Regions from separate parts of the Sus scrofa genome. Here regions 1, 2 and 4 are each linked to region 3. A link is a contact called in public Hi-C, HiChIP or PLAC-seq and promoter capture Hi-C data. All regions are on one chromosome and are shown on one strand. Each heading gives the region's core, a stretch centred on a gene start, on an enhancer-like site or on the middle of the called end of the contact. The rest is flanking DNA. Distances are from core to core; before and after follow the strand shown.

What was found. Promoter capture Hi-C pulls out the DNA fragments that hold promoters and counts their contacts. A called contact is a pair of places that touch in the nucleus more often than the background predicts. HiChIP or PLAC-seq counts read pairs in DNA pulled down with a chosen protein or histone mark.
Region 1: a contact with region 3 is called in an H3K27ac HiChIP or PLAC-seq map of alveolar macrophages. The contact joins the promoter of SLC34A1 here to the promoter of B4GALT7 in region 3. A contact is called at or near these places in 1 of 5 promoter capture datasets (liver) and 1 of 2 datasets of contacts at active chromatin or transcription factors (alveolar macrophages).
Region 2: a Hi-C map of liver shows a contact between it and region 3, with 8 times the contacts expected there. The contact joins the promoter of NHP2 here to the promoter of B4GALT7 in region 3. A contact is called at or near these places in 3 of 47 Hi-C or Micro-C datasets (embryonic fibroblasts, liver and skeletal muscle).
Region 4: a contact with region 3 is called in a promoter capture Hi-C map of liver, with 2.3 times the contacts expected there. The contact joins the promoter of RGS14 here to the promoter of B4GALT7 in region 3. A contact is called at or near these places in 1 of 5 promoter capture datasets (liver) and 1 of 2 datasets of contacts at active chromatin or transcription factors (alveolar macrophages).

What each region holds. Positions count from the first base shown.
Region 1 is chr2:80,559,423-80,565,077 of Sscrofa11.1, reverse strand. It overlaps SLC34A1 (solute carrier family 34 member 1), which reads left to right and starts at 1,789. Exons shown (of 13, transcript NM_001044623.1): 1 at 1,789-1,848; 2 at 2,755-2,884; 3 at 3,036-3,185; 4 at 3,270-3,398; 5 at 3,470-3,613; 6 at 4,505-4,616; 7 at 4,741-4,936; 8 at 5,020-5,115. The coding sequence starts at 2,776.
Region 2 is chr2:80,220,295-80,225,433 of Sscrofa11.1, reverse strand. NHP2 (H/ACA ribonucleoprotein complex subunit 2) reads right to left here and starts at 1,995. Exons shown (of 4, transcript XM_003123671.4): 1 at 1,762-1,995; 2 at 1,336-1,405. The coding sequence starts at 1,921.
Region 3 is chr2:80,356,381-80,361,338 of Sscrofa11.1, reverse strand. It overlaps B4GALT7 (beta-1,4-galactosyltransferase 7), which reads left to right and starts at 1,461. Exons shown (of 6, transcript NM_001168422.1): 1 at 1,461-1,512. The coding sequence starts at 1,463.
Region 4 is chr2:80,588,014-80,592,941 of Sscrofa11.1, reverse strand. It overlaps RGS14 (regulator of G-protein signaling 14), which reads left to right and starts at 2,944. Exons shown (of 15, transcript XM_005661452.3): 1 at 2,944-3,228. The coding sequence starts at 3,184.

The DNA of each region.
Region 1 (5,655 bases), core at 540-3,039, 200 kb before region 3:
ACCACTCCTGAATCTGATAAAATATGTATTATTTTGGCAGCATGTGGAATTTCCCAGGCCAGGGACCAAACTCCCGCCACAGCAGTGACCAGAGCCACAGCAATGATAATGCTGGCCCTTAACCCATTGAGCCATCAGGGAACTCTCCCTACTTTTTTTTTAAGTTTTTTATGCTTTTGATTTTTTTTTATCTGATAAAATCGTGTTTGTGTGTGTGTGTGTGTGTGTGTGTGTGTGTGTATCTTTTCTAGAGCCATACCTGAGGCATATGGAGATTTCCAGGCTAGGGGTCTAACTGGGGCTGTAGCTGCCAGCCTACACCACAAGCCACAGCAACTTGGGATCTGGGCTGCATCTGCAACCTACACCACAGGTCATGGCAACACCAGATCCTTGACCCACTGAGGGAGGCCAGGGATCAAACCCGCCACCTCATGGTTCCTAGTCGGATTCGTTAACTGCTGAGCTACAATGGGAACTCCTGATCTGATAAAATCTTAATCCCTTAGAAGGGGCACCCCCTTCTCATCTCTCTGTGATCATAAGCCCAAACTCAGGCTCCAAGGTCCCAAGAAAGAGAAAAAAGTCTCCTTAACCCTCCTGTCTGGGTTTCAGGAATTCTGCAACAGACCTGTGTCATCATTGGCTTCCTGATCCAGAAACCCAATCATTACATACTTCCTCTTGCTCGCACCCTCCCCTGGCTTCGCTCAGTGGGTTAAGGATCCAGTGTTGCCACAAGCTGCAGCGTAGGTCACAGAGGCAGCTCGGATCTGGTGTTGTTGTGGATGTGGTATAGGCTGGCAGCTGCAGCTCTGATTCAACCCCTAGATGGGGAACTTCCATTTGCCTCGGGTGTGGCCCTAAAAAGGAAAAAGAAAAAAGATACACCAAGTATCCCTAGGATGCATTCTCTCCTCTCCATCCCTCTTCTTTCCACTTTGATTCAGACCTCATCATCTGTCACCTGGACCATCACATCAGCAATCTCTCCTTCCAGACTCACACCTCCCACCCCCTGCCTTTTTATCGGTTATGCCCGAAGTATGTGGAAGTTCCAGGGCCAGGGAATTCTCACCATAGCAGTGACTTGAGCCACTACAGTGACAACACCAGATCCTTAACCTGCTGTGCCACCCTGGACTTGCTCCCTTTGACACATACCACGCCACCCCACCCCCAACCCCAAGACCATTCTAAAGTGCAGACCAGGCCCTGCCCTATCTGGCCAGAGGCTTCACATTCTCCAGGCTCACATCCTGGATCTGTGGTCATGGACGTCCCACAGTTCAGCACAAATAGCCTCTCTGGGTGTGTCTTCTGTTGCTTCCTCCCTCACATTCTCCCTCTTTTCCAAATGCCACTCAAGTCACACAGACAAACCCAGAGACACCCTGATGGAAGGCAAGGCTCAAGGGTGTTTGGGCCATTCCCTGGGGAGCACTGTCAGGCCAAGAATAAGGAAAACGGGCCAGAGCCATGAAATCTCAGGGGACCCTCGGAACAAGGCACCTGAGTGATATTAGGGTCTCTGCCTGGGGGTGTGGGATGCCTCAGTGCTCTCCTTGCTGAATCTGGATCATGGTTCAGGCTGAGTATCTGTGCGGGGGAGGAGAGAGCCTGACCACAGACTCCCCCTTGCAGAGCAGACGATTAGCAATTAACTGGGAGGAATCTAGGGGGTTAGGTTAATCGGGGGAACAGAGGGAGAGCAGCTAGGGTTCTAGGGACTTTGCCCTTGACCCGAGGGTATAAAGGGGAGGGTCCCAGGTTCCCTCCTGGTCCCTCCCAGCCCTTCCTAGGGCTTCCCTGAGCAGCTGAACAGGAGCTGAAACACAGAACACCAAGGTGAGTCCAGGGTCCCCACATCCTAAACCCATCCCCAACACTTAGGTGGAAACAAGCCCCTCACCTCTGTCCTCACCATGCCTCCGTCCCTGTCCCCTACCACATCTTAGTCCCATCCAAGCCTGGCTCACTCCCCCAGAGTGAAAAGGACTCATGCTCTTCCAGGGCCCGGCATTCAGCTCTGCATACCTGCCCCCAATCCTAATAGCCAGGACCCTTGGAATAATGTTGGGGTGGAGGGAGGAGGTCCTGAAGCAGACTGGGGCACTCCCACCTCAATAGCAGAGAACTCCTGGGGCAGTTCAGGAGGGCCTAAGGCAAGCCGAGGTCTTCCCAGACTTGGGGACAGGGTGAGGGTTCTGCTTAATTAAACCAGTCCTGGTCTGAGCCTCATTCATGGCAAAAAGATCACCAACATTTTTTTATTGCTTGGGGGTGGGAATGGATGGGGAAAGCACTTCACTTGTGAGGGTGAATCTCTTGGCCCCAGGAAGCACTCTGGTGGCACCTGTATCTGTCATTAGGACACTTGTTCCCATTGTCATGTTCCATCTATCTGAGAGCTTATTTCATTGACATGTGTCTCCCCACTAGACACTGAGCTTCATGGGGGCAGAGCTGCATCTGTATTAGCCAGCTGTACCCTGGCGTTGAGCTCAGTGCCTGAGATAGAGTAAATAAATACTTGCTGAATGAATGAATGAACGAACGAATGACTGAATGAACGAATCCCCAAATGTGTGACAACCACCTGAGTGTGCTTTTCTGGGTGTGTATTTGGGATCACACACCATGGGTGTTTGTGCACATGAGTGAATGGGTGTGTGGATGTGGGGGGGAATGGCTGTGTGTGTGTGTTTCTGTGACACAGCAGTTGTCATTCAGTTTGGGCCCCCTGATGTGCAGGGCCCACAGAGTGTACCCAGGATGATGTCCTACGGAGAGAGGCTGGGGGGCCCGGCTATCTCCCCGCTCCCAGTCCGCGGGGGGCACATGATGCGTGGGGCGACCTTTGCCTACGTGCCCAGCCCGCAGGGTGAGTGCTATTCCTACTCTGAGTCCCTGCCTGCCCTTGATTGGTCGCCCACATCCCGGGTGAGGCCTCCTCTCTCCCCCCCACCCCCCCTCCCCCCTCCTCCGAAGTGACACGGGGCCTCAGGAAGTTCGTGACCGGCCTCCCTCCCCAGTCCTGCACAGGATCCCAGGGACCTCAGCCTATGCCTTCCCCAGCCTGGGCCCTGTGGCCCTCACCGAGCACGGCTGCTCCTATGGGGAGGTTCTGGAGCGCCATGACCCGCTGCCCTCCAAGCTGGCCCTGGAGGAGGAACAGAAGCCAGGTGGGCCTGGGTGAGGGGGGAAGGTGGGCCGCCAGTCACTGACTCAGACTTTGGCCACTGTGCTCACTGCTGGCCTGTCTCCAGAGCCAGGGTTGGCCCAGAAGCTGCGCCAGGCTGGCTCAATGCTCCTCAAGGTGCCGCTGATGCTTGCCTTCCTCTACCTCTTTGTCTGCTCCCTGGACGTGCTCAGCTCAGCCTTCCAGCTGGCTGGAGGTAGGGTGGTGGTGGGGGGACCAGGGAAGGGATCTGAAGAGTCTCGGAAAATGCTGCCTCATGTTCCCCAGGAAAGGTGGCTGGCGACATCTTCAAGGACAACGCCATCCTGTCCAACCCAGTAGCAGGGCTGGTGGTGGGGATCCTAGTGACCGTGCTGGTGCAGAGCTCCAGCACCTCCACATCCATCATTGTCAGCATGGTCTCCTCTGGCTGTGAGTTGGCCCACCAGGGCCAGGGAAAGAGGGAGGGGGCTGGGATGGGAAGGGCAGGAGTGGGAACAGGGGGCCAAAGGGCAATGGGCAGCTCTGGCATCTTGCACTCCATCCTCCAAAGCATGGCCTGGAATCTCAGCCAGGAGGAGATATCCCAGGAGCTGGGAAGAATGGCTGATTAGGAACAGAGCCTCAGGAGGGCACACTTTCATGTCACCACACAGTAGCTCATTCCATCCATCAGGGGAACAGAACCAGAGAAACCAAAGCTGCAGGAAGCACATACAGATCTATGACTTATTGCAAGAAATTGGCTTACTTGATTGTGAGGCTGGCTGGGCAAGTCTAAAATCTGTAGTGCAGGTTGTCAGCAAGGGCAAGCTGAGACTCCTGGGCAGAAACTGCTGTTTCAGTGCACAGCTGGAACTTTTTCTTGCCTAAGGAAGCCTCAGTTTTACTCTGAAGGCCTTTAGTCTTATTGGATGAGGCCCACCCAGATTACTGAGGTTGATCTCCTTCCCTAAAGTCAATCAACAGTTGAGGCAAATCACATGTGCACAATTCCTTCCCAGCAACATCTAGATTCGTGTTGGATTGAATTACTGGGCACTAGCTAAGCTGACACATGAGCACACACAAGCACATTTGCATATTATTTGCATATACGACCCATGCCCTCGTGGACACATACCCACGCACACGTTTACACATATGCAGGTGCAGTGTATGTATACTGGCTCACAAGCATGCACACACATAAACACACAGCCGCAGAGGCCAAGGCTGGGCAGAGTCATGGGCCTGGATGTGGGTAGGGGTTCTGGCAGGAGGGGTGGGGCAGGAGGTGGGTAGTCCCTGAACAGTTAGCTAGGAGGCACGCTCTTCTATCAGTGCTGGAGGTGAGCTCTGCCATCCCCATCATCATGGGCTCCAACATCGGCACCTCGGTCACCAACACCATCGTGGCCCTGATGCAGGCGGGGGACAGGACTGACTTCCGGCGGTAAGAGGGTAGAGCGGTGAGGGGCCTGTCCTTGTAGGAGGAGGGTGGTCCCACAGGCCAGGAGCCCCCAGGCTGAGCACATCCTGGCTCTGAGCCTATCCTGCAACACGGCCTCCCTGCCCAGGGCCTTCGCGGGGGCCACCGTGCACGACTGTTTTAACTGGCTCTCAGTTGTGGTCCTGCTGCCCCTGGAAGCTGCCACCGGGTACCTGCACTACGTCACTCGACTTGTGGTAGCCTCCTTCAACATCCGTGGTGGCCGTGACACCCCTGACCTGCTCAAGATCATCACGGAGCCTTTCACTAAGCTCATCATCCAGGTGAAGGCAGGACTGGCATTGGGCGGGGGCTGAGGGACTGGGGAACCTCACCCTCACTCCCTCTACCAACATCTTGCCCACAGCTGGACAAGTCTGTGATTACCAGCATTGCCACGGGGGACGAGTCCCTGAGAAATCACAGCCTGATCAGGATCTGGTGCCATCCGGACTCCATGCAGGTGAGTCTGGCCTCAGTGAGAAAACTCCCTCTTCACACAGCTGACTGCTGACATCACCATCTGTTCAAAAGCTTTATATAGATCTTGGGGATCACTTCACCTGGGGAGGACAAATACGGGGCACTTTTGCAGTACACTGTGCCTATGGCAGATGCTGCTATTACCGAACCAAACTTGGGTCTGCTCGCCCATGTGCAGTAAAGCCAAACTAATGACACCGGGTTTTGATGAATGAAAGTAGAGCAACTTCTGCAGGGCACCAAGCAAGGAGTCCTGGGCAGGTAGTGCTTTAAAGGCCTGAAATCCCTGAAGCCTTTCAAGGAAAGGGTTTTAAAGACAGAGGAAGGGAGAGGTATTGTTGAATGTGTGATCAGCTCATGGACAGTCTTCTGACCGGTTGGTGGTGAGGTAATCAGGAAGCAACATCAAACTTCTGGTTCCAACCTGTCTGGGATCTACGTGCTTGTGGGCAGGACACAGTTAATTTCTTCCCCTTGGTGGGGATTCAGTGTCTGCAAAACAACTCAAAGGACATGGCTC
Region 2 (5,139 bases), core at 746-3,245, 140 kb after region 3:
GTACAAACTCAGCCTCTTCCACTGTTCACTCTCTCAGTGAGTAGGCCCTCTGTCCATTCGCCTCGAATCCATACCTCTTCACTGTATGTCCAAAAGTCTTCTCATCCATCCACTTTAATTCTCTCCATCTCTGCCATCACTAACCTAATCAAAATTGCCCTCACCTCTTCTGCACCAAAACAGCCTCCTATCTCAACTTCCCCATCTAGTCTTCCATCTCTTATCCTTCCCAAAGCTTCCAGAAACATCTTCTTAAGGTGTAAATGTAATTATGTCACGCCCTGGCTTTAACCCTCAGTGGCCTCCAAAGCTCTGAGTACAAAAACTAAACTTACCATGGCTTACAAAGCCCCATGAGAGGACAGCACTTCTGCCCACTACTATCCTCTCCTGCCCTGGGATTCACTTTCCTCTGACAGAATGCTCCTCCCTCCCCCACACAAATTCCTAGAACTTCAGACCTCAGCTATCCCACCTAGCATCACCCCCCCATCATTTTTTATATCTTGAGCAACTACAATGTACCACACACTTCTGGAAAGGAAATAAAGCAGTGAGACGGTTCATCCTGTCCTCAAAGAACTTATTTTCTGATATAAGTGAGAGAGAAAGGGAGTAAGAATGTAAATAAGTAAGGAGGTTCTCGTCGTGGCATGAACCGTGTATCCATGAGGACGTGGGTTAGATCCCTGGCCTCTGCCCTTGCTCAGTGGGTTAAGGATCTGGCATTGCTGTGAGCTGTGGTGTAGGTCGCAGATGTGGCTGGGATCCCATGTTGCTGTGGCTGTGAGGTACGCCTGGGGATACAGCTCCGATTAAACCCCTAGCCTGGGAACCTCCATATGCCTTGGGTGCGGCCCTAAAAAGACAAAAAAAATAATAATAATAATAAGATAGAAACGTAAATAAGTTCCTGAATCTGACAAATGCCAAATAGGGAAGATGTAGGGTAATGAAGTCATTCTCACCGCACCCTGTACTTTTTTCCCTTCTGTAGTTGCCTATGACAAGTTGTAATCCTGTGTGGTTAATGTCACTATCTCCTCCTGTAGCAAGTGCCTGAAAAGGGGCAGACAGTAAATAGTGGCTGCATGAATGAAGCTGGGATCTACCTGAAGTGAGTTGGCTTATATGACTGGCTTCCCCTGGAATTCTCTTTCCCCATGGCCGTCCCTTAGAGCTCGTGCAAGTGATGTATTGACATCTGTGCTGAAAGGAATTTACCGACTAATCACCTGAATATCAGGGCAAGTCAGAGCACTTTTACCTACTAAGTAGGAGGGATACTTTCGTCATCGTTTAGAAATGCAAAACCGGGCAGTAGGGGGTTCTTACCCTTTTTCGCCTTTGTTGATAAATTTCTGAACCTCCTTCACCCCGCGCCGAATCTGCTTCTGCTTTACGGCTGCAACGACAGGGGAATCAGCCCCGGGGGCCTTGGGCCACCACCAGCGTCCCCACCCTGCCCGGCGTCCGCCGCATCTCTCTTTTCTAAAATTTTTATTTATTTTCTGAGGCTGTAGATTTTCTTTAAAAAGTTTTTTATTATAGTTGACTTACAATGTTCTGTCAACTACTGCTATATAGCAAAGTGATCCTGTTATATATTTATATACATTCCTTTTTTCCACATTATCCTCCAGCACAGGTGATTAGATATAGTTCCCTGTGCTATACAGCAGGATCTCATTGCTTATCCAATCCAAATGCAGTGGTTTGCATCTGCTAACCCCAAACTCCCAATCCATCCCACCACCGCACCTTTCTTGATGCATTTGTAGAGCTTCCGTGTCAGTTTGCGAGAAGCCAGGGGTTGCGCGATGGGGTTCAGATTCACCAGCAGTTCATGATAAGTGCGCTCCCCGCAGCACGCATCTGCCTGGGCCTCCGGCCCGTCGGGATCTGCCTTTATTTTGGTCATGGCAGCAACTCGGCAACCAAGTGCCCAAGAACCGAGTACACGCGGCCGGCGCTTCAGAAATCGCTTCCGGGTCATGCCCCTCTGAGGGAAGCAGTCAGTACACGACAGCCAATTAGGAACCCAGGTCCCAGACTCTGACCAATCACCGATGCTAAACTCGTTAAATATAGAGCGGGGGGCAGAGTCTCGGCGGTAGGGGCAGGACCATTCCCACAGCTGAGGCGGGGCGGATTAAGGCCGGAGTCCGAGGACCTCTGAGGGAGGGGGCGGAGCCCGGAGGGAGGCGGGGCCTGGAGGAGGAGAAGAGGGACTGGGACGGCTGCCTCGGCTCGTCTGGCTCGTCTGAGAGTTGCGCGTCAACCATACTGGAGACGAGGGGGCGGAGGCTGTACCTGTGGGGGGCGTGACCAAGTCTAAAAGGACGGATCCTAGCTTAAAGGGCGGGTTCTGCTACCAGAGGTCGGCCCAGTGTGATTCCACACCTCCTTAGAATCTGATCCCTCCAATGGGCAGTGCCGAGCCTGGTCAGGTCCCGGGTCCAGAGCCGGTCCTGGTGGCGTATACCCTAGGTACTAAGGTTAAAGTAAAGCCTTAACTTAATTGATAACGATTTCTTCGTTCTAGCACGATTTCTCACGCTCTGCTCTCTTTCCTGGTAAGGGATGGCCCCATTCATTGAGTGCCTCGATCTGGACCGCTTTTCCCCAGAGAGCCGGTGACTTTCTTTCCCGCCCTTCCCGCAGAGACCTGCTCAGGTGTTACCCATGTGGGAGATTTTCCTGACCACACTTAACCTAAAATTCCAGTCCTTGGGAGTTCCCTTGTAGCGTAGCTAGTTAAGGATCCAGTGTTGTCACTGTTGCTTCTGTGGCGCGGGTTCCGTCTCTGGCGGCGGGAACTTCCACTGGCATGGGAAAAAAAAAATTGCAGTTCAGGCTCACCTTGCATCGGCATCCCCTAACCCTCTGTTTTCCTCATCGTTCCTACCACTGCCTGGCATCACGCACAGGGGAGGCATTGCGGAGACAGCGGGAACTGCAGAAGAAGGCTTGAACACTGAAGCTGAGAAGTTGGGGCGTCGTGGGGAGAGCTCTGAGTAGGCACTCTGTGTGTAGTTATCTGTAGAGGATTAGTGGATGGTGCCGCTGGAGAGGCAAGCAGGCCTAGACCAGGGTGGATCTTGTACCTCTGCCTTATTTCTTGTGTCCTATTGGGTGGATATTAATTAGATCGTTGCTGTAAGTCAGTTGCCTTGATCATGCGGTGTTAGGCCCTCCATTTTTGTGGTGGTGGAACAGCCCAGAAAGTGGAAATTTTTTTTTTTTTTTCTTTTTAGTGCTTCACCCACTGCCTATGGAAGTTCCCAGATTAGGGGTTGTATCAGAGCGGTAGCCACAGGCCTACACCACAGCCACAGCAATGCCAGATCTGAGCAGCGTCTGTGACCTATACCACAGCTCACGGCACAGCTAGATCCTTAACCCACTGAGCGGGGGCCAGGGATCAAACCCAAGTCCTCATGGATCCTAGTCAGGTTTGTTATAGCTGAGCCATGATGGGAACTCCTGAAAGTGGAACTTTAGAAGTCTGCAGGTGGCTTGCCAGCGCATGGCAGTCAAGCCAACCGAAAGCCTGACCTTTTAACCTCGCAACCAAGTGCAGTCATTACATAATACTGTTTTTTAAAATTTTTTTTTTAGTATTTTAGGAGTTCCCATCCTGGCTCTGTGGAAACAAAACATTTAAAAATATATGATTATGGAGTTCCCTTTGTGGCTCAGCCGTTAATGAACCTGACTAGGATCCATGAGGATGCATGTTGGATCCCTGCCCTTGCTCAGTGTGTTAAGGACCCGGCATTGCTGTGGTTGTGATATAGGCCAGCAGCTACAGCTCCGATTAGACCCCTAACCTGGGAGCCTCCATATGCCTCCGGTGCAGCCCTAAAAAGAAAAAAAAAAAAAGTATTTTTTAATAAGAAAAATTAGGATGCAATCCATGCTACATAGATCCCAAGTAATTTCACAAACAGAAAAATGTATCAATTGAACATGTGTTATACAAGCAACAAAATTTTTTTTGAAAATAAACAAAGTTTGTGTGCACAATGTAACCAAAAATTGGCCTTTTAAGGAGTTCCCAGGTAACCCAGTAGTTAAGGATTTGGTGTTATCACTTCTATGGCTTAGGTCACTGCTATGGCATGGGTTCTATCCCTGGCCCGGGAACTGCTGCATGTTGTGGGTATGCCCCCCCTCCCCCAGTCGACCTTTTGAATGTTTTTACTTTGGAATTTCTTAAGAAAAGATAGCTTCTGGAGTTCCCATTGTGGCGCAGTGGTTAACGAATCCGACTAGGAACAATGAGGTTGTGGGTTCAATCCCTGGCCTTGCTTGGTGGGTTAAGGACCCGGTGTTGCCATGAGCTGTGGTGTAGGCTGCAGACATGCCTCAGATCCCGCGTTACTGTGGCTCTGGTGTAGGCCAGCAGCTACAGCTCCGATTCGACCCCTAGCCTGGGAATCTCCACATGCCACAGGAGCAGCCCCAGAAAAGGCAAAAAGACCAAAAAAAAAAAAAAAAAGAAAAAAAGAAAGAAAAAAGATAGCTTCTTCTGAGTTTTAGGACCAGTGGTTGCTGTCAGCTTTGCCTTACTGTCCACCACTTCACTGTACCATTTCACACCCCAAGCCTTCCCCTGCCTTCTCCCTCCTCCCTCCTCCTGAGTCTGGCAATAATAGTCTGGCCCTTCCTGGGTACCCTTCTCCAAATGACCGGTGGGGCTGTGAGAGCAGAGCTCCTCTAAACATACAGCTGACAGGGCTCTGCAGGGTGGTTTTCCATTCCTTTTTCAGCCTTGTAGGGCGAGTGACAGTGTGCAAAGGGGAAGGTGCTCCCAGACGTGGGCACAGGGCAAGATGAACTCTGCAGAGAATTTCATTACAAAGAAACCCAATTCAAGCAAATTTGCTTGACTGACCTCACCAAGGTCTCAGTTATGAAGGCCTCTCAGTTCTCACATGGAAGGAGGAATTAACATTTATGTGCCAAGCATATTACATATAATATCACATTCAGGGCTCACAAAGAATGTTTATTATTCACAATTTGCTGGGGCTTATAAAGGTGATCTCTCCAACAAGTGCACACAAAGCTGAATTTGAACCCTGATCTGATAGGCTCCAAGCTCGTGCTTTGCTCATCTCCTGTGACCTGGTG
Region 3 (4,958 bases), core at 212-2,711:
ATGAGGTTGCAGGTTCGATCCCTGGCCTTGCTCAGTGGGTTAAGGATCCAGCGTTGCTGTGAGTTGTGTTGTAGGTTGCAGACGCGGCTCAGATTGATCCCGAGTTGCTGTGGCTCTGGTGTAGGCCGGCGGCTACAGCTCTGATTGGACCCCTAGCCTGGGAACCTCTATATGGCGAGGGAGCAGCCCAAGAAATGGCAAAAAGACAAAAAAAAAAAAAAAAAAAAGTGGGCATAGTAAGTACCATACTCACAAGAATAGATTGAGTTAACAATAGTAAAGTATCTATTTTTGCTTTTTAGGGCCGCAACCAAGGCATATGGAGGTTCCCAGGCTAGGGGTTGAATTGGAGCTATGGCTGTCGGCCTACGCCACAGGCACAGCAACATCAGCTCTGAGCCACATCTGCAACCTACACCACAGCTCACAGCAATGCCAGATCCTTAACACACTGAGCGAGGCCAGGAATCAGACCCAGATTCATTAATGCTGCGCCACGATGGGAACTCTGACAGTAGCAAAGAATTTAAAACAATGACTGGCACATAGTCACAACTCAATGCATGTTAGCTATTTATTAGGAAACAAAATTTGCCTGGAAGAACAGAGATTAAGTCTAATAACATTGCCACTCTCTCTTCCCAGGAGGGAAGCTGGCCCAGCATAGGGCTAAATTACAGTGACAGGTCAGATATGGGAAATCTATCTTCTATGCCCTTCTTAAGTACTCACCTCAGCTCCACCTAAGTACTCCTCCCCTGGATGACATTTATCATTTATATAGCGTTGACTATTGTGCCCATCACTGTACCAAGTGTTTGCATTTTCTCTCCTTTAATCCTCACAGTAACCATATAGATCAGAACAATTTACTTAGGTGAGGAAACAGAAGCAAAATATTGTGCCTTGCTCCCAAACAGCCAAATTGGCAGAATCAGGTTTCAAATACAGTCAATTTGCCTTTAGTGCCGCTCCTAACTACTACTTGGGGTATCACTTAGGGTATTGCCCGAACCCCAGGTGAACCCTGCACTTGGCTCTGTCCCCATCCAAGCTTGTTGCACCTGGGTTGACCGCGGCTCAGACGCTCCCTGCCTTCCCTTGGGAAGAGGAGGAAGACGCAGGAGATCCAGGGCGCTGATTTGGAAGTTTGTGGTCTTAGTCCAGTCCCAGACCATTGACTTGAGCCCTCCCTGGGGTCCCAATTTCTCGGGATGTTAAGCGGTTCTCGGAAAACAGCAGTTCAGGCGGTTGGAGCGCTCACGTGTTCCTCCGGACGCGGAACCTTTGACGCTGCAGCTCCGGGGAGCACACGGCTCGGCCGGAGCAGCGGACCCAGCGGACCCAGGGGCGGGGCGGACGGGCCTGGGCGGGGCGGGAGGCGGAGGCGCCGCGTAGGCCGGGGAGGCCGGGCTGGCCCGGCTCGGAGCTAGAGCTCCATGCGCCGCCGCCTCCCCCAACGATGTTCCCCTCCCGGAGGAAAGCGGCTCAGTTGCCCTGGGAGGACGGCAGGTGAGCGGCGGTGGCCGGCCCGGGCCACGTCCTCCCGGGTGCCGATCCTTTCCGGGCCGCCCCGTGGGATTCAGCAGCCCGAGGCCGTCGCGTCTCCGTCTCTGCGGGGCTCTCTGAGGGTTTGTGGTTCTCCTTGTGGGTCACTGCTCTCTCTGTATTCGCGTCTCTGTCTCTCTGTGTGTAGGTCTCTGTCTCTACCAGTCCCCGTCACTCCGCAGGTCTTCCTCACGCAGCAGGTCTGTATTTCTCCGTTGACTTCCCTTTGTGAGTTTCTATCCCTCTGTTCGAGTCTCTTTCTCTCATGGGTTTCTGTGTTTTTCCACTGGCCTCTATCATCGTGCAGGTCTCTGGCTTCGTTGGCCTCCCTCAGTGGATGTCTCTCTGTCTGTCTCTGGTTTCAGAGGTTCTGTCTTTCTCTGGTCTCTGCATCCCGCATCACATCCACGTTGCCGTAGACCCTACCCTCCCTCCTCATGCTTCCCCAGTCTTTTCTGACTGCCCAGAAGAATACACCCAACAGAAGCTCTATGCTCTGCCTGGCTGGCCACTGCCTGGCGGAGACTAAACACTCCTCAGACTGCAACGTTAGTTCATTTCCGGTGTAGCTGTGCTTGAATGTGGTCTGCCCCTTGTGTTGGGTGTGAGCTTGACCCAGACCTTAGCTAGTGATTACCACTAAAGCAAAATGGGAGGTAGAGGAGAGCTATTTGGCCGTTTACATTTGGAAGGACACCCACACTTCAGTTTTGAGATGAACTGCCAAAACTCTGCTCACTAGAACACATGATGGTGGATCTACCTAGTGAGTGGATGTCACCTCATTTTCTTTATGTCTCTTAAGTTTGCCAGATGCCTAACGACTGGAATAGAGTGGGCACAACTCTTTAATCTTTGGGGATTTTTCAGACTTTGTGTTGAAGCGAGAAGACAGGACTATGGTAGAAAGCCTGGACTGTGGATTTAGGCCTGGACAGGAATCCTCTTTGATAGCCATGTGACCAGAAGCAGACTTAAATCTTTCTCCTCAGCTTTTCCATCTCTGAAACAGGGATCATAATATCTGCTCTTCAAGTCTATCTGAGGATGAAAGGAAGTCATATATGTAAAACTCTTGACACTGCTTGGCATAGAGGAGATGCCAGTTGACTTCCAGTTGCTTTTGCAGCTTGAAGGTGCTGACACCAGAGCAGCTGAGTAGTCAAACCTGTACCACTAAGGTTTGTGTGAGAGAAGAAAGGAAAGGTAATGGAGGAGAATGTCCAGTTCCCAATTCCTTCCCATAAACTTTTGGAACATAACCATGCTCCCAGAAAACTTTACCAATGTCAGTGCTACTTTTGACCCACAGGTACAAAGATCCGTGCAACAGATGCAGGCTATTGTAGCAGTTAAGAATTATGGCACTGGAACCAGTCTGTATGGGTTTGAATCTGCCTCTCATTAGCCTTGGGCACAGACTGATGATGTAGACAAAACCTCTTCCAGTCTGCCTCCCCAGAACCAGAGTGGCCTGGGTCTGGGAGCAGCTGAGACTGCAGATCTAAAGTTTGCCACCAGGTGGCACAAGGAGCAACTTTTCTCAGTGTCCAAGGTCCAGAGGACACTAAATTCGGCTCTAAATTCGGTTGTTCAATGGTTTGGGGCACAGGAAGAGAGTGCCCATGAGTATGTATCCTGGGAGGAAGGAAAGGCTGGACTGAGGGATCAGCATGTGGAAGTGCATGGAATGCCCAATCCATGCCATTCTCCCAGATAATGGTCACTGCTTCTTCCCCCAAGGTGGGATATTGCCCAGTGTCCCTCTCCCTGGCCTCTACCCCACCCCAAGAAAGAACCCAAAGAGAGAATCTGTAGAGGTTCCAGACTTACCAGGCCACTGGCAGGATTGGCCTTTGCTCCTCCCCAGCGGAAACCCCCACCACAGGACAACGGGGGGTAAGTCAGAAGCCTGTGAGGGTGTCCTACCAGGCCCCTTCTCTGCTGCGTATGGGACCCGCGCCTGGTCTCAGGGCTGCTGGCTTCCAAGTTGGCAGTTGTGCCTCAAGAGAGAGGCAGAAGTTGATCTGGCTCTTGTATTTGGCAAGCATGCCCTGAATGCTTGAACCCTTCCTATAACTCACTTAGCAAGTCCTCTGCTGTGTGACTTGTGCTGTGGGCACAGATATGAATCTGATTACCAATGGGGAAGACAAGCAGGGACACAGATGATTTCAGAATTCCAAAGGCTTTGGAGTTCCCGTCGTGGCGCAGTGGTTAACGAATCCAACTAGGAACCATGAGGTTTCGGGCTTGATCCCTGGCCTTGCTTAGTGGGTTAAGGATCCGGTGTTGCTGTGAGCTGTGGTGTTGGTCGAAGACGTGGCTCAGATCCTGCGTTGCTGTGGCTCTGGCGTAGGCCAGCGGCCAGAGCTCCGATTAGACCCCTAGCTTGGGAACCTCCATATGCCGCGGGAAGCAGCCCTAGAAAAGGCAAAAAGACAAAAAAAAAAAAAAAAAGAAAATGTATATATATATATATATATATATATATATATATAAAGGATTCAAAGAGGGCACTACTGGAAACCATGGGAACACAAAGGAGGATATATGTATTTCAGTTTATGTCCATGTGACAGGAGCAGGGGTCACAGTGCGGGCCATGGTGTTAGAGTTTGGCCCTGAAGGATCATTGGGGTGCTTCCAGGCAGATAGAATAAGGGAAGTCATTTTAGGCAGAAGCAGCAGGCTTTGTGAGGGCTGGTACAGGAAGGAATCTGGTGAGTGGAGAAAGTCTGAGTTTCCCTATGTGTAGCACTGGGTGAATAACAAGGAGCAACTGGAGATGAGCCGGGTCACACAGGATTGTGACCTTGAGGCCAAGGAATTTGGCCATTACCTCTTGAGCAAAGGAGGATCATCCATGATATTGAATGGGTCTGAACAAGGCAAGGACCAGATGAGACTTGAGATAAAATAGAGGCAGTGGGTGAGGAAGGACCAAGGGCACTTAGGAGGTGAGTCTATATGACCTGGTAGCTAGTTGGTGACTCTCAGAGCTTATACAGTAGATTGCTTTGCAGATTACCTCAGAGTAGAGGAGCTTTCCTTTTCTTGGATTCCTCAGCTCCTTCACTGTCCTCAGGAACTTGAAGGAAGAGGGGCAAAGAAATCAGGTGAATTCCATCCATTTCTTTGTACTTCACAGCCCAAAGGGCAGTCTCTCCCAGCACTACCTCAAAGTCTAAGATATTCCGCTATTTTTCCAGTTTCTGAAGTGAGCCTGAGCGTGTTCCTGGCCCTCATCTTTCTTTCCCTCTTCTGTCTCTCATCTCTTGTCACATGGGCTGCCCCTTGGACTGAAGCTTTGAGACACATTTAGTGAACCATCACTGTTGTTTTGGGCCTGACATTAGTTTGGAGACAGACCTGATCTTCCCAGAGTAAATAGTGATTTTTTCAAGGGG
Region 4 (4,928 bases), core at 1,695-4,194, 230 kb before region 3:
CCTTGCTCAGTGGGTTAACGATCCGGCGTTGCCGTGAGCTGTGGTGTAGGTTGCAGACGCGGCTCGGATCCCGCATTGCTGTGGCTCTGGCGTAGGCTGGTGGCTACAGCTCCGATTCAACCCCTAGCCTGGGAACCTCCATATGCCGCGGGAGCAGCCCAAGAAATAGCAACAACAACAACAAAACAACAACAAAAAAGACAAAAAGACAAAAATAAATAAATAAATAAACCATTAAAAAAAAAAAAAAGATTGTGAGGTGGCAAAAACGAAGGGCTAAGAGATGGGAAATCCTAGGGTTGGCTGGGGTCCCTGGGGTGAAGATGTGGTCAGAACTGAAACTGGCATCCATGGCGGATTGGTACAAAGAGGCATCTTTGCAGCAGCAGGAAGGGATGTGCTTAGGAAGGATGTGGTTGGGCCTTTTCAGGGAAGAAGATGAACTGTTGGTACCTGGACAGGTGGTGGCCCAGGCCTAGCACCTGTCGCCCTAAGTGCACACATTCACAGCTTAGATGATCTCTAACTCGATGTGTAAACTTGGACAACTCACTTCTCAGTTTCTTGATCTGTAAAATGGGAATAGTGAGCACCACTCACAAAGAGGTTGTGAGGATCCAATGAGGTAATTATGGTCTGTAAACCATAAAACCCCTATGAAGCTAGGCCTGGATCCACGGCCTAGCAGACAGGCAGGCAATCTCCACTCCCATCACTCACCCTACCATCCCATCACAGGTATATTGACACTGTCACACACCTTATTAAGACCACCATTGGCATTGCATTAGGCCCCAAAGCAACCTCCAATACACACACCACCCTCTATCTAGGTGGGCTGGAGCAAGGTGTCTAGAAAAAGGTGAGTTAGGACTGGGTAAGAGGTGTATTAACTAGGATAACACTAGCTGCTACAACAGGTAAACCCTAATGCGAGTTCCCCTCCTGGTGCAGCAGAACCTAATCGGACTAGGAACCATGAGATTGTGGGTTCGATCCCTGGCCTCGCTCAGTGGGTTAAGGGTCCAGAGTTGCTGTGGCTGTGGTGTAGGCCGGCAGCTACAACTCTGATTAGACCCCTAGCCTGGGAACCTCCATGTGCTGCAGGTACGGCCCTAAAAACACAAAAGACCAAAAAAAAGTAAACCCTAATGTATACAATGGCTTGAACAAGATAATTTTTCTCTCTCCCTTAACTGTCCAAAGCTTGTGTTTTTGGTGCCTGTGGACTTGCCTTCTTACACAAATGCAGAGGCCCAGGCTCCTTCCTTCTTACGGCTCCACCATCCCCTAGGGCTTCGTCATCTCCTGTATCCAGCCAGCTAAAGGGGAAGGAGAGAAGGCAGAGGGCACAGAGCACCCGATAGCCTTGGTACACGTCATCACTCCACTCGCGTTCAGTTGGTAGGAACTAGGCAGCACATAGCCACACCTGACTGTGAGGAAGCCTGGGAAATTAAAGTTTAGCAATGTGCCCAGGAGGAAAAGGACCTGAATTTATGGTGAAGAGTCACTTATTTTCTGCTTCTGAAATATTCAAGTCATGGCCTTAGAAGGAAGGGGGAGTGGAATAGAGGGTAGAATACGAAAGATGGGGTGTCACCTTTTCCTTGCAGAAAGTGGGGCCCAAACTGTAGTGCCTGGTAACTTCAGGGCTCTAGGAAAGCCCAAACTTCAGTAAAATACAAGTCTTCGTGGGTACATACATATGTAAGAAAGAGGCCAGGGATTTCCCTGGCGGCTCAGTGGGTTAAGGATCTGGCATTATCATTGTCATGGGTCAGGTCACTGCTGTAGTTCAGGTTCGATCCCTGGCCCAAAAACTTCTGCATGACACAGGCATGGCCAAAAAAAAAAAAAGGAAAAAAAGGGAAAGGGAATTCCCACTGTGGCACAGCAGAAATGAATCCAACTAGTATCCGTGAGGATGCGGGTTCAGTCCCTGACCTTGCTCAGTGGGTCTGGTGTTGCCATGAGCTGTGGTGTAGGTTGCAAATGTGACTCGGATCCCACATTGCTGTGCCTGTGGTGTAGGCCAGAAGCTGTAGCTCCAACTCGACTCAAAGCCTGGGAACCTCCATATGCCATGGGTGTGGCCCTAAAAGGGGGGGGGGCAAAAAAAAGCCAATAAGGACCCTGGCTAAAGGGACTGGGACTGGGCCAGGGCTGAGGAGGCAGACTACCCCTCTTCAGTCAACAGTACTTCACAAAAGTGGGACTTTTATGAGTGACTATGAATGCACACACACATCTTTGGGCACAGATGCACCTGGTCCATTCCCTGCCCAGCTGGGCAAGCACGTGCACACCTGGTTGCAAAGGTCACTGGGTTCATATGTGCCTTGTGCAGGTGTGCCTGTCACATGCATCTGTCCGAGGGACTGGGCACACTCATGACTGAAGGCCCAGGTATACCTGACAAGGGAGAACCCGCACACCTGAAGGATCTTGTGTGTATGTGACCATGCATGAGATGTATCCATTTGTCTGTACACCTGGGCATAGACCTGGGAGGGAGAGCCCAAAGGTGTCTCAGGACAGAGGTAGTAATGCACCCAGCTGCCAGGGGGAGGGGCACTGAGTGTGTGCATGCTCAGCACACAGCAGGTGTGGGATAGGTGTGTGCTGAGTAATGTAGACGAGTGGACATTCAGGTCCTGGTGCACAAGTTCCCATGTCCACAGAAGCCCCAGCAGGGTGTACAAAGTTTTCCAGGTGTGTGAACAGGCACTTCTGTGCCCAGACATGCCTATGGAGCTCCCCGGTCTGCGCCAGACCAGGCTGGGCTCCTCGCTGGGCACACAGAGGCCCCTGCTCTGTGTTGGTGCCTGAGTAGAGCACTGCCAAGGGTGTGTTGGCAGCATGTGCGCGCGGGCGCGTGAATGTGTGTGTGCGTGTGCGTGTGCATGTGTGTGTGTGTGTGTGTGTGTGTGTGTGTGTGAATGTAGGAAGAAGCATTCGCTCTCTTAGACCTTGCTTCTTTCTGTGGTTCGGTTTCTATAGAGACGCTTCCTGTGGCAGAGAAAAGAGGTAGTGAGCTGGTGTTTCAGGATGTGAGGGCCCGCAGGAGCGGAGCTGGGCTCTCTCTGCCGCCTGCCCATCACCGTGAAAGCTCTGACCGGCGCTGCCCGAAGTCCCCATGGTGGGCGCCTCCCGTGGCAGGGACCCGTGAAGAGCAGCGGCATGCCGGGGAAGCCCAAGCACCTGGGCGTCCCCAACGGACGCATGGTGAGTGTGGGCTCTAGGCCAGGCCCACGGGGAGGAGGTGGGTACACCCAGGGTGGAGCCCGAGAGGCACACCCGGTAGGGCTGGGCAACAGCCTGTGTGCTGCCAGCGGGCGGGAGAAGTTGGGGACAGATAGCAGCAGGTGGTGGGACCTGGTGCCCTCACCACAGGACCTTCCAGATGGCTCTGCTGGGGGACCTGGGGCCGCCCTGGGGATGAGACTAGAGGAGAGGCTTCTGGCCCAGTCCCCACTGCTCTCTTCCTTGCTACTTTGGCATCACCTGGGGTAGCAGGGAGACTGGGCATGGCCTTTGCCCCTTGACACCCCCTATACTGGCCTGAGCTCCCATACCTCACTCGGCCTCAGCAATATCGCCCCCCATGTCCTGATGCTCAAGGTCAGGTAAGGGGCAGCCCTTGCTGGGTCACTGCCCTCCCCCTAGACCTGTTCCCGAGGCTTCCTGCCAGAACTAGGAGCCCTTTGGCAGCCAGGGATGGGTCTGCAGGGTCAGGCCAAGTTGATACAGCTTCTGTCTGTTCTATTCCTGGACCACTAGGAAAGGTAGGGGGAGCTGGGTACTGGGATGCCCCTGGCTGCTGCCCCCTCCCCCAAACCTCTCCCTGGCTGTTTGGCATCTGGGTTAGAGCTGCTCTTAGAGTCCAGCTTCTTTATTCATTCAGCAGATGAGACAGGCTGTGCCGGGGCTTCTCTTCTTCTATCCCTAGGACAACAGCCCACTTGGCAGAACCCCAGTCCCTCCTAAAAACTCTGGGAAGTCCAGACAGTGTCCTAGTTTCTTACACAGCCCCAGCCTAGTACTGTGGGACAAAGCCAGTGGGTCCAGAGAGATGTGGTTTCCAATCTCAGCTCAGTTGTCCCTGGCTAGAGGGTCCTCTCTGACCCTCAGATTCTTCCTCTATAAAAATGAGAAGTTTGGAATGGATTTCAAAGGCTTGTTTAGATGATTAAGCCAAATGATGAATATGAGGCCCCTGATCCATTGTGGGGGTTCTATAACTGTCAGCCCCAATGCCCCCCACTCCATTCTCAGCCCCTCTTCAAGGACACTCTGCTTCACCATGAAGCTGAGCCACCACCTCAACCCCCGCTCCTCCTCCTAATTCCCAAGACCTATCTCTACACCCCTTCCTCCAGCATCTCTTTATTGGGTGGGAGAGAGATGAACCCCTCCAAGCTGGCCCAATCCCTCCCCCCTACCGCTATCTATACCATCAACCTAACTTTGAAAGTTCAAGCACCGGTGGGCCTCGCATTCCCACTCCGGAGGCATGACACTTGGCTCACTCCTCCCCGGGCATCCAGGCCAAGGGGGAACATGCCCACTCCCACACCCACCCCAGAGGGCAGCTGGGTAGATGCTTCCAAGCAGTGCCCAGAACAGCAGGGCAGCTGAGGGGGCCAGAGACAGATCCAGCCCTTGCCCGTCCCATGTCAACACATAGATACTATGCTCGAAGGTCATTCAGAGGAGGGAGGGCACCCAAGCTCTGCTCCCAGCCCTGGCAAGCCCACAGATGCCCTGGCCCCTTTCCGAGACTTTCACACGCAGCTTTATCTTTGCTCTTCCCAGGCTCATTCTAAACTCTCTGTGCTGCCTCTTGGAATCCCAAGGGTTACTGCTTGGCCACTTGCTGGCCATTGGGCAGCTTTCTGAGACCATGCTCAGCTGAGACAGGGAGG